Regions from separate parts of the Danio rerio genome. Here region 1 is linked to region 2. A link is a contact called in public HiChIP or PLAC-seq data. All regions are on one chromosome and are shown on one strand. Each heading gives the region's core, a stretch centred on a gene start, on an enhancer-like site or on the middle of the called end of the contact. The rest is flanking DNA. Distances are from core to core; before and after follow the strand shown.

Region 1 (4,872 bases), core at 1,235-3,734, 100 kb after region 2:
GTTAAGAAACATATGCTAGTTAAGTAAATAGTCTTTTGTAGTCAAAATGTATTCAGGTATGCAGTAATTGAATAATCAAATGTAAAATAATACCGCATAGTCTTTGTTTTATAAACAACTCAATAAAATTAATCGTTACTAATTTTTTAAAGTTACAAACGCTATCTTTTTTTTGTGCCTGGATGCTTTTTAAACCCTCACACAGTCCTCAAAAAAACAAAACATGATCAATCATAATCCAGACTCAACATTGCATATACTTGCGATGTGACTATTGCAAAGGATCACATCGTGATATATTGTGCAGTCCTACTTAAAATTGTAATCTGACAAGGAAACTGAAATTAAATTGCTCATCTTCAATGAAATGTGCCAAAAATGTGGCTAAAAATAGAGAAACACTTCAAAGAAATAATGACCACTTACAAAAAAAAATTCTTTTTTTAGCATATGTCAATCCTTACCATAAATTCTGTTGGAATAATAAAACATTTACAAGTAAAAAAAAAAACATGTTAAAATGTATATCCCCTTCAACACATAATCTTGAAAGGCATGTATTATCGATTGAAATCAAACACAGCTATCTAAATAAAGTTACGGTGGTCTGTGGGAAACTTGGGCTGGTTTTCCCTTCATGGATCCCACTCTAGAGACACTGTGGCTTCACATTCTATTGCAAGCACTAATTTAACTTGGCAAGAAGATTCGACCATTCATTCGGCACTGACATGAGAGAAAAAATGTAAGGGATGATAAAAACTTTAAACCTTTAACTTTGCTCCAGTGAAGCTATAAACAGTAATGCCTATGACAGGAGAAAGATCCTTTAACACTTCACACTGCATATTTACATAAAGAAAAAAAAACCCACAGAAATATGTACGTATCTAATAATTATACATAGAAATATGACCAAATAACAGACATGACCATACCTTGTGCTAATTAACAGGCCTTATGTTATGATTGCATTCACAATTTTTTTTAAAATAAGCTTCACGCACAAGCATTTTCACAAGTCAATCTGCCTTAAACATGCCTGAGATATTGATTTATAAGGTCTTCATTTGTCTCTGGGCTATTAACACTTTACAACCAGGCTTAGTTTGTTAGCATAAGTTAGTTATGATGAAAACTACTTGTAAGGCATTTATTCATCTTATGCTATAATTGTGTAGCTAAACTCAATGATTTCAAAATCTGTACATGTTTTATCTTCATGGACCTAATAAATAAACTCCAGATGTATTATTTTAACTAACAATAACAATAATGTATACATTGATGCTATTTCTTACAGCTACATGCAATTTATGTCATTTTGCATTTTTATTACCATAGTTTGAAACATTTACTTACTCTAATTTTATCTTTAAAATAAATAAATGAACAGATCTTTTTAATATTCCTGTCAAAGTAGCCCTTATTTTAAAACTAACATTTATATTGGTATAATACAAGACTTTCCCAGAGATGGGTTGTGGCTAGAAGGGCAACCGCTGCATAAAAACGTGCTGGATAAGTTGGCGGTTCATATCGCTGTGGCGACCTTGAATTAATAAAGGGACTAAGCCGAAAAGAAAACAAATAAATCAATAATACAATACATCCTAATAGAAGCTTTGGCAATTATCGCAGCAAAGAAAAACTGTTAGCTTCATATGCCCACCAAATAAAAAGTCATTTATATATATATATATATATATATATATATATATATATGAGTTATAGTGTGGTTTATTTTTATTTTATTCAATTTTGTACTGTTATATAGATAGATAGATAGATAGATAGATAGATAGATAGATAGATAGATAGATAGATAGATAGATAGATAGATAGATAGATAGATAGATAGATACTGTTGTTTCTCTTTTGTCTGTCACAAAAATCTGATAATTAAATAAAAAATAATAATAATAATAATAAAGCATGGCATTACATAGACTCACTACACTGAATTCTCACCACACTTGCTAAACAGTAAATCCCCAATAACAAACTCTAAAATGTGAAGAATGTCTCTCCACACTAGTAGTGCACTGCATTGGGAGCCCCTTTGCAGTAGTAGTGTCACTCCAGCCGAACGCAAGCTCAACATACCTTGATTTTATACGAGGCAAACGCAGCTGCAAATCCTGTACTCCTGCACTTACTCTACTGTAAATTCGCTTTCATCTGCAACTGTAACATGTTGCCCTGAGGTCTTCCTACACCGCCGCTGCTCCTGCTAACAAGCCCTACTACAACACACTGCAAAACAAGCACACGTTTCGAGAGTACGAGAAAACACATCCGTAGGGCAAGCAGCGGGACTCACCGAAAGCACCCATGAATCAGCAGCTCCAGGAGCGAAAGCGCGGAGTGGAAGTGTGTCGCTGGTCCGCGGGAGAGTGACTGTGGCTGGGCGATGGTTACATTATTCTCGCGCACGCCGCTCTTCCAGTCACGTTCGTCTTCATGCTTCTTCACGCGCTGCTACGATCCGCTGGAGTCTGGAGTCCCCCTAGAGGTGCACTGTGTGTGTGTGGTGTGTGAGTGTGAGAGTGTGTACATTGTGGGTAGACAGACTGATAGTAAAACCAGAATTTTTTAACATTGTGGTGACCGGGTTAATAAAATGAGGTAAACATGATAAATAACCATGAAAGAGGAGAAAATGTAAAAGGATTTTTTTAGCTCCAGGAATGATTCCTCATTAAAAATATTACAGTAATAGTTATAGTTATAGTAAATATTATAGTTTATACACTATAATACACTAATACACCATAATACACTATAGTGAGTATTATACTATTGCCTATAGTATTTAGAACACTGTGTTATGAATGTTATAACATAGCTACTGTAGTGGCTAAGTGATAGTTCACCAAAAACTAAACATTCTATCATCATTTACTCACCATTAACTTGTTCCAAACTTTCTTTCTTCTGCAGAAAGTTAATTTGAAGAAAGCTGGAAATCTGTGACCACAGACTTCCATAGTATTTAATTTTCCTATATGGATTTTGAATGGTTACAGATTTTTACGCTATGTTCAAAATATATTTGAATTTGTGTTTAACAAAAGAAATATACCCATAAAGGTCTGGAATCTTTTAAAGGTAAGTAAATGGTAAATTATTTTTTTGTGATCTATCCTTTTACTATTGTGAACTGCATGATAAGCTGTAATAAATACTGTAGTTTACCTTAGTTTTTACTACAGCAAACTATGGTTTAGTTTAGTAAAAAATACCCTAGTTGTAGAAAACGTAGCATTAGTTAATTAGTTTATAAAACATTACATTTTCAACTATAGAATTACCACAACAGATTAATTCAAGTACTTTATTATAGTATGGTTCTAAAACATTGAAGTATTTACTATGAATTACTATAGCATTTAATTTTCATGGGATGTTTAATATAATATTAGCTTAGTATTAAAATAATAACATTAAATGGAAAGTCTCTGCTTTTAAACACTTCGTCAGTTGAAATTAATATTGACTCCTGATAGGACTGAGTTTGAGACTGAACTGAGGTTGCAAATTGTGTTAATAAACAAGTTAAAAAAGAATACTAAGTTGGTAAAGTTGTAAATATCTACAAATACACACAATTTGGAAAATAATCTATATTTTGTTCAGTACTGGTGTCATTTCAGTTGTTTTGAGTAAATGAAAAGGTGTCATGTTTTTAGATGTTCATATTAATCATACACAACAAATTTAATAGCTTCAGAAGAGTTAAGAAATCGATAAAATAGAATATATCTGAATTTTAGTCACAACAAATGAAAATAATTGTCATTCTGGCCAACGAAGAAAAATTAAGTTTTTTTTTTGTTTCAAGTAATTTTTTTGTCAAAATTAAAACATGAATTAAAGATAATATTTTACCTAATTGTCTGGTGTTTTTTACTCACTCTTCTTTGGCTTAGTTCCTGCCTTATCAGGACAATTATTTTACTGCAGAAGTACTTATAGCCACATACTCTCCGATTAACACTCCGACGAATTTAGTTGATCAAATTCACTTACTGTATACTGCATGTCTTTGGACCCTTTACCAGCATTTAATATCCTGATTTAAAATGATGAAAAAATGTGGGTAAAATATGGCAAAACCCATCTGCTGGGTTAAATCCTTATAATCAAATATGTGCTCAAAATGTGATTAAATCCATCATTTAATATATATCTATATATATATATATATATATATATATATATATATATATATATATATATATATATATATATATACAGTTGAAGTCAGAATTATTAGCCCCCCTGAATTATTAGACCGCTTCTTTATTTTTCCCCAATTTTTTTTTTAACAGAAAGCAGATTTTTTCAACACATTTCTAAACATAATAATTTTAATAACTCATTTCTAATAACTGATTTATTTTATCTTTACCATGATGACTGTAAATAATATTTGACTAGATATTTTTCAAGACACTTCTATACAGCTTAAAGTGACATTTAAAGGCTTATCTAGGTTAATTAAGTTAACTAGGGAGGTAATAGGAATTAGGCAAGTTATTGTATAACAGTGATTTGTTCTGTAGATTATCAAGAAAAAATATAGCTTAAAGGGGCTAATAATTTTGTCCCAAAAATGGTTCATAAAAAAATCAAAACTGCTTTTATTCTAGCCAAAATAAAACAAATAAGACTTTCTCGAGAGGAAAAAATATTAGCAGACATACTGTGAAAATGTCTTTGCTCTGTTAAACATTATTTGGAAAATATAAAAAAAAGAAGAAAAAAAATCGAAGGGGGCTAATAATTGTGACTTCAACTGTATATAAACTTTTTCTCAGTGGTTTCGGTACATTTCTCATAATCAGAAATGACATTTTCTAAACGGTA
Region 2 (4,460 bases), core at 1,361-3,860:
CCACACACATTCTGAAGACCAGCAATGACTGTTCGAGAAGCAATATGCAGTATAACACATCTCACTTGTTCTCTACGCGACAAGAATTTAGTATTCAAAATAGCATAATCTAACACCATGACTATCATAACTGTTAAAACCTTGTAGTAGCCTGAAACTGCCATGTGTTATTTTGAATGTGGGTTACCCACATTCCTCAAACAATCTACTTTTATGTCCAACAAAACAAGGTGAAATGCAATTAGGTTCAGAACAGCTTGAGGGTGAGGAAATAATCATGTTTATTTGAAGCCATCCCTTTTAATGGAAAATACATTTCTTTTCAAATAAATCATTTTAATACTTAATCAAAACTCAAGACTAAAACAATGATAACAATATTATTTAAATGAACAATAAGGAAATATTACTACAAACAAAAAGTGAAAAAGCACAAAATACACAACAAAAAATACCAATAATAACAATTTTTATAAAATCTTTAAATTTTATATTTAATCATTTTAACATTTGACCAAAATAAGCTGTTTAAGATGTTAAATAAAGTAAACATTTTGTTTTATTTAACATTTATAAGATAGAAAAAAACAAACAGTACATTAAAATAGTACATAATTTTGCCCCCCCCCCCCCCCCCCCCCCCCCACCATTGTATTGTCTCAGTTACTATATATATATTTGAATTTATCTAACCTTTCTTTACTTTCGACAGGGCTTCTTCCCAGAACTCATCTGCTAATTCTTCATTTAAATCTATGGCCCAAGCTGTCCTAATGTGCCTAGTGCATATTGGTGCCTCAAAAGCATGCACAAAGCTAGATGTCAGAGGTCTTTTATTAGGGTTTTAATAAAATAAACAGTAAGCGACATTAATAAAAGCTCAGTATGGGACAGACATTGGCATTTAACATTGTGTCATTCTCAGATGTAAGCAGCTTTATCTGGCTGTTTTTTTATATATTGTAAAAATGGTTTCGTGACGACAATTTTAGAGTTTATATAGTCCCGTTCCACACGAAATCAAGCCAAGCCCCACGTGTAATTAGCAGCGAAAGCCTGCACTGTGGACTCACATGGATCACAGCAACAGCGCAAACAAACCTCACCTGACAACAAACACCCTTCTGCACCTGATCCTTCCCTTCCTTCGCCCTGCTGGATTGACGTGGCAGCAGGTGCTTCACTACACACACTCACTCACACACACCTCTAATGGGTGGCATTGGAATCTTTGCATAAACACACTTCACAATTGTGACACGTCACCTGTCTAACTGCACATAATAAAAAAAAGACAAACCTTTGCCTTACTTGGAAAGAAGTTTAAAGGGTCACCTTAAGAAGTGCCACAGTAAAACCACTATTAATCATTACATTTAAACATTAATATTTAAAGTAGGAAATGTGATGAATATGGAACCTATGGCTTTAAATGAATCAGTAACCTCAGCGCTCATGACACCAGTCTATTTAAACTCATCTACATCACAAATCCCAAGACACAAGTAGCCAACAGAGACAGTCAGGCCAACTTCTGCTGTTCTCTTGTGTAGGTGTTCAGAGTTTCCTAATTACCGAGTAAAACTGGTTTCCCTGCTTTGTGTGTGAACTGAATGGCAAGAACGTAAAATAGTCATTATTGTTATAAGCACATGTAAAAGTGATACTTCACCCTAAAATGAAAATTTACTTTCCTTTATGTGGCTCCAAACCTTTGAGTTTATTTCTCCTGTTGAACACAAAAGACGATACCTTGAAGAAAGCTAATAACAGGTAATGATTGACATCTATAGTAGGAAGACAAATGGAAATCAATGGTCAACTTTATTCAACAAATCCTAAGTTTCAGGTGAACAATACCTTTAAGAAACATTGCTTGAACATTTTTTTCCAAGTAAAGGATGAGTAACTGATGACAAATTTAGGTTTTAGGTGAACTATCCCTTTAAGTATCATTGCTTATTGAGGCAAAGTAGTTTTATGAACACACATTCGTTTTTTTGACAACTTGTGACATGTTCCCTATATTGTTTACCACGGTACTAAGGAGAAACTCCGAATTTGTGAATAAAACAAACTTAACCTCAATTCACTGCTTTAACCATTTTGTAAACAGAACGAACGCCAACCACTTCCTTGAAGTTTTAATAAATATCGCCACGCAGCATGACCACTAAACGAAACTTCTCTAAATACATACAAGGAAGTGAGTCTGGCACAGATAGTGCTTAAAGTATTTACAGAATCAAAGGAGTTGTAATAATGTTCAATAGCCTTTTTAAAAGTAAAATTACAACAAAGTAGTTGGTGTGTGTGAGTGTTATAGAGAAGTAATTTACACTACTAACAATGAGGATGAAGCCCACTCATGTCAATGAGGAGAGGAAGATAAGTCGATGTTATCTCTCTGACAACAGATGTGATGCGAAACACTTGAAAACAAATGAAGCCCTCATTTAAGTAATTCTTCGAACTTTACCTGTAAGAAGATTAGTCAATCATGTGCTTCTCCTCCCAGAGACAGATAGTACTGATAGATCGGCGTTTCCTCGCCTTGCGCGGCGCCGTTTTCTTAAGCTGTGAGTAGATGGACAGATGGACGCAATGACGGATGATGTTGTTACTCTGTATCTTCGAGTTTTAGATGTTTTGAGTTTAATAAGTGCGCGACGGTTTCACGCGAGCAGCAGCGCTGGCCTCCCGGCTTCCCTTTGAACGCAACAGGTGCCATTCGTTCAAATGATTGAGAGTCATCTGGGTCCTAAAGCCGGAGATCTCCATCTGAGGATTCGAATCTCCTTTCAGGGACTCGAATCTTTTGGATGTATTTACGTTCACTAAGAAAGTCTCTTTATAATTATTCGTTCGTTCATTTATGCATTCATTCATTCATTCATTCATTTTTTTCGGCTTAGTCCCTTTATTAATCAGGGGTCGTCACAGCAGAATGAACCGCCAACTTATGCAGCACATGTTTTATGCAGCGGATGCACTTCCATCCGCAACCTAATACTTGGAAACACTCTCACACCCGAACACATACACTACGGCCAATTCAACTTATTCAATTCACCTGTACGGCATGTCTTTGGACTTGTAGGGTAAACTGGATCACCCAAAGGAAACCCACACGAACACGGGAGAGCATGCAAACCCCACAGAAACACTAACTCACCCAGCTGGGGCTCGAACCAGCGACCTTCTTGCTGTGAGGCGATTGTGCTACCCAGTGTGCCACCATACTGCTTTATTATTATTATTTATGGTAATAATAATAATAATAATAATAATAATAATAATAATAATTATTATTATTATTATTATTATTATTATTATTATTATCATCATTATTATTTCTATTTTACAACACAGAACATACAAGAGCAATAACATTAAATTGACATAAAAATAAATATAATACAAAAAGGAAAAAATAAAATTATTCAAAGAGAAGATTTAAAGCTTTAAGATAATTAAGTTCTTTTTGCTTTGATATTTTTTGTTTCTTTCATCGTACATAGGTTATGACCTATTTCTATTTTAAAGTGGGTAAATTTTTTTTTTTCACTGCCTATTTACATTAATGATAAAAAATCCATAAATAACGAGCAAAACAACAATTTATCAAATTTTGAAGTCATTTTTATTCTCATCTTTTTCTTTGAATTCCACAGCAATATTCTTACTCTGGTTAACAAAAAATAAAAGATCACACCAAAGTAATTGTGTATAAATACAATCATAAAATAAATGAACAATAGAAAGCACATTTTAAATCAACATCTTTACAAAATGTAGAGTTTACCTGTTTTACAGGATGAATACGATGAACAATTTTAAATGATGCCTCTCTAATTCTGTTATACAAAAACGACTGCAAATGTAATGAAAATAAGCCCACCAGCTCGTCTTCAGCGGGAGAAATGTGAGTTCGTAAGGATCAAAATTGATGGCTTTCTCTCAAAGCACTGTCATGCAAGGTGGTGTTTATTTACAGTGCCAAAAACTCCATCCACAGTGGAGGTATATACTGTACAGTGCAAAAAAAAAAAAAACTAAAAAGTACCAAAGAAACTTTTAAGAATCTTAAAAGTCTTGTTCCAGTTGACATCTTGAAATTGTGATCTCCGAAAATTAATGGCTGAAGAAACACTGACCATCTGGCAAATCATTCAAAGATAATTATTACATCTTTCTTTTATATTCATACCTTCCAATTTCAGACTAAAATCTGAATTTGTATTTTGAACTATATCATTTTCTAATAATTTCTTCAGTTCTGAGGGAATACCATGAATCCAGGAAAGATTTATTGACTGACATATTTTCAAATCAAATCAAATCACTTTTATTGTCACATCATCAGCAGCACATGTGCTATAATGAGTGAAAAGTTTAGGTGCTGGCTCCAGACAGTACAAAATATTTGCAGTCTCAGCTTGCATCATCAAGGCTGCATA

Evidence for each region. HiChIP or PLAC-seq counts read pairs in DNA pulled down with a chosen protein or histone mark.
Region 1: a contact with region 2 is called in an H3K4me3 HiChIP or PLAC-seq map of embryo, with 2.1 times the contacts expected there. The contact joins the promoter of adcy6b here to the promoter of galnt6 in region 2. A contact is called at or near these places in 2 of 18 Hi-C or Micro-C datasets (caudal fin and an unstated tissue) and 2 of 4 datasets of contacts at active chromatin or transcription factors (caudal fin and embryo).

What each region holds. Positions count from the first base shown.
Region 1 is chr23:29,805,321-29,810,192 of GRCz12tu, forward strand. adcy6b (adenylate cyclase 6b) reads right to left here and starts at 2,485. Exons shown (of 23, transcript XM_002666490.7): 1 at 2,324-2,485.
Region 2 is chr23:29,701,019-29,705,478 of GRCz12tu, forward strand. It overlaps galnt6 (UDP-N-acetyl-alpha-D-galactosamine:polypeptide N-acetylgalactosaminyltransferase 6 (GalNAc-T6)), which reads right to left and starts at 2,611. Exons shown (of 11, transcript NM_213196.1): 1 at 2,480-2,611.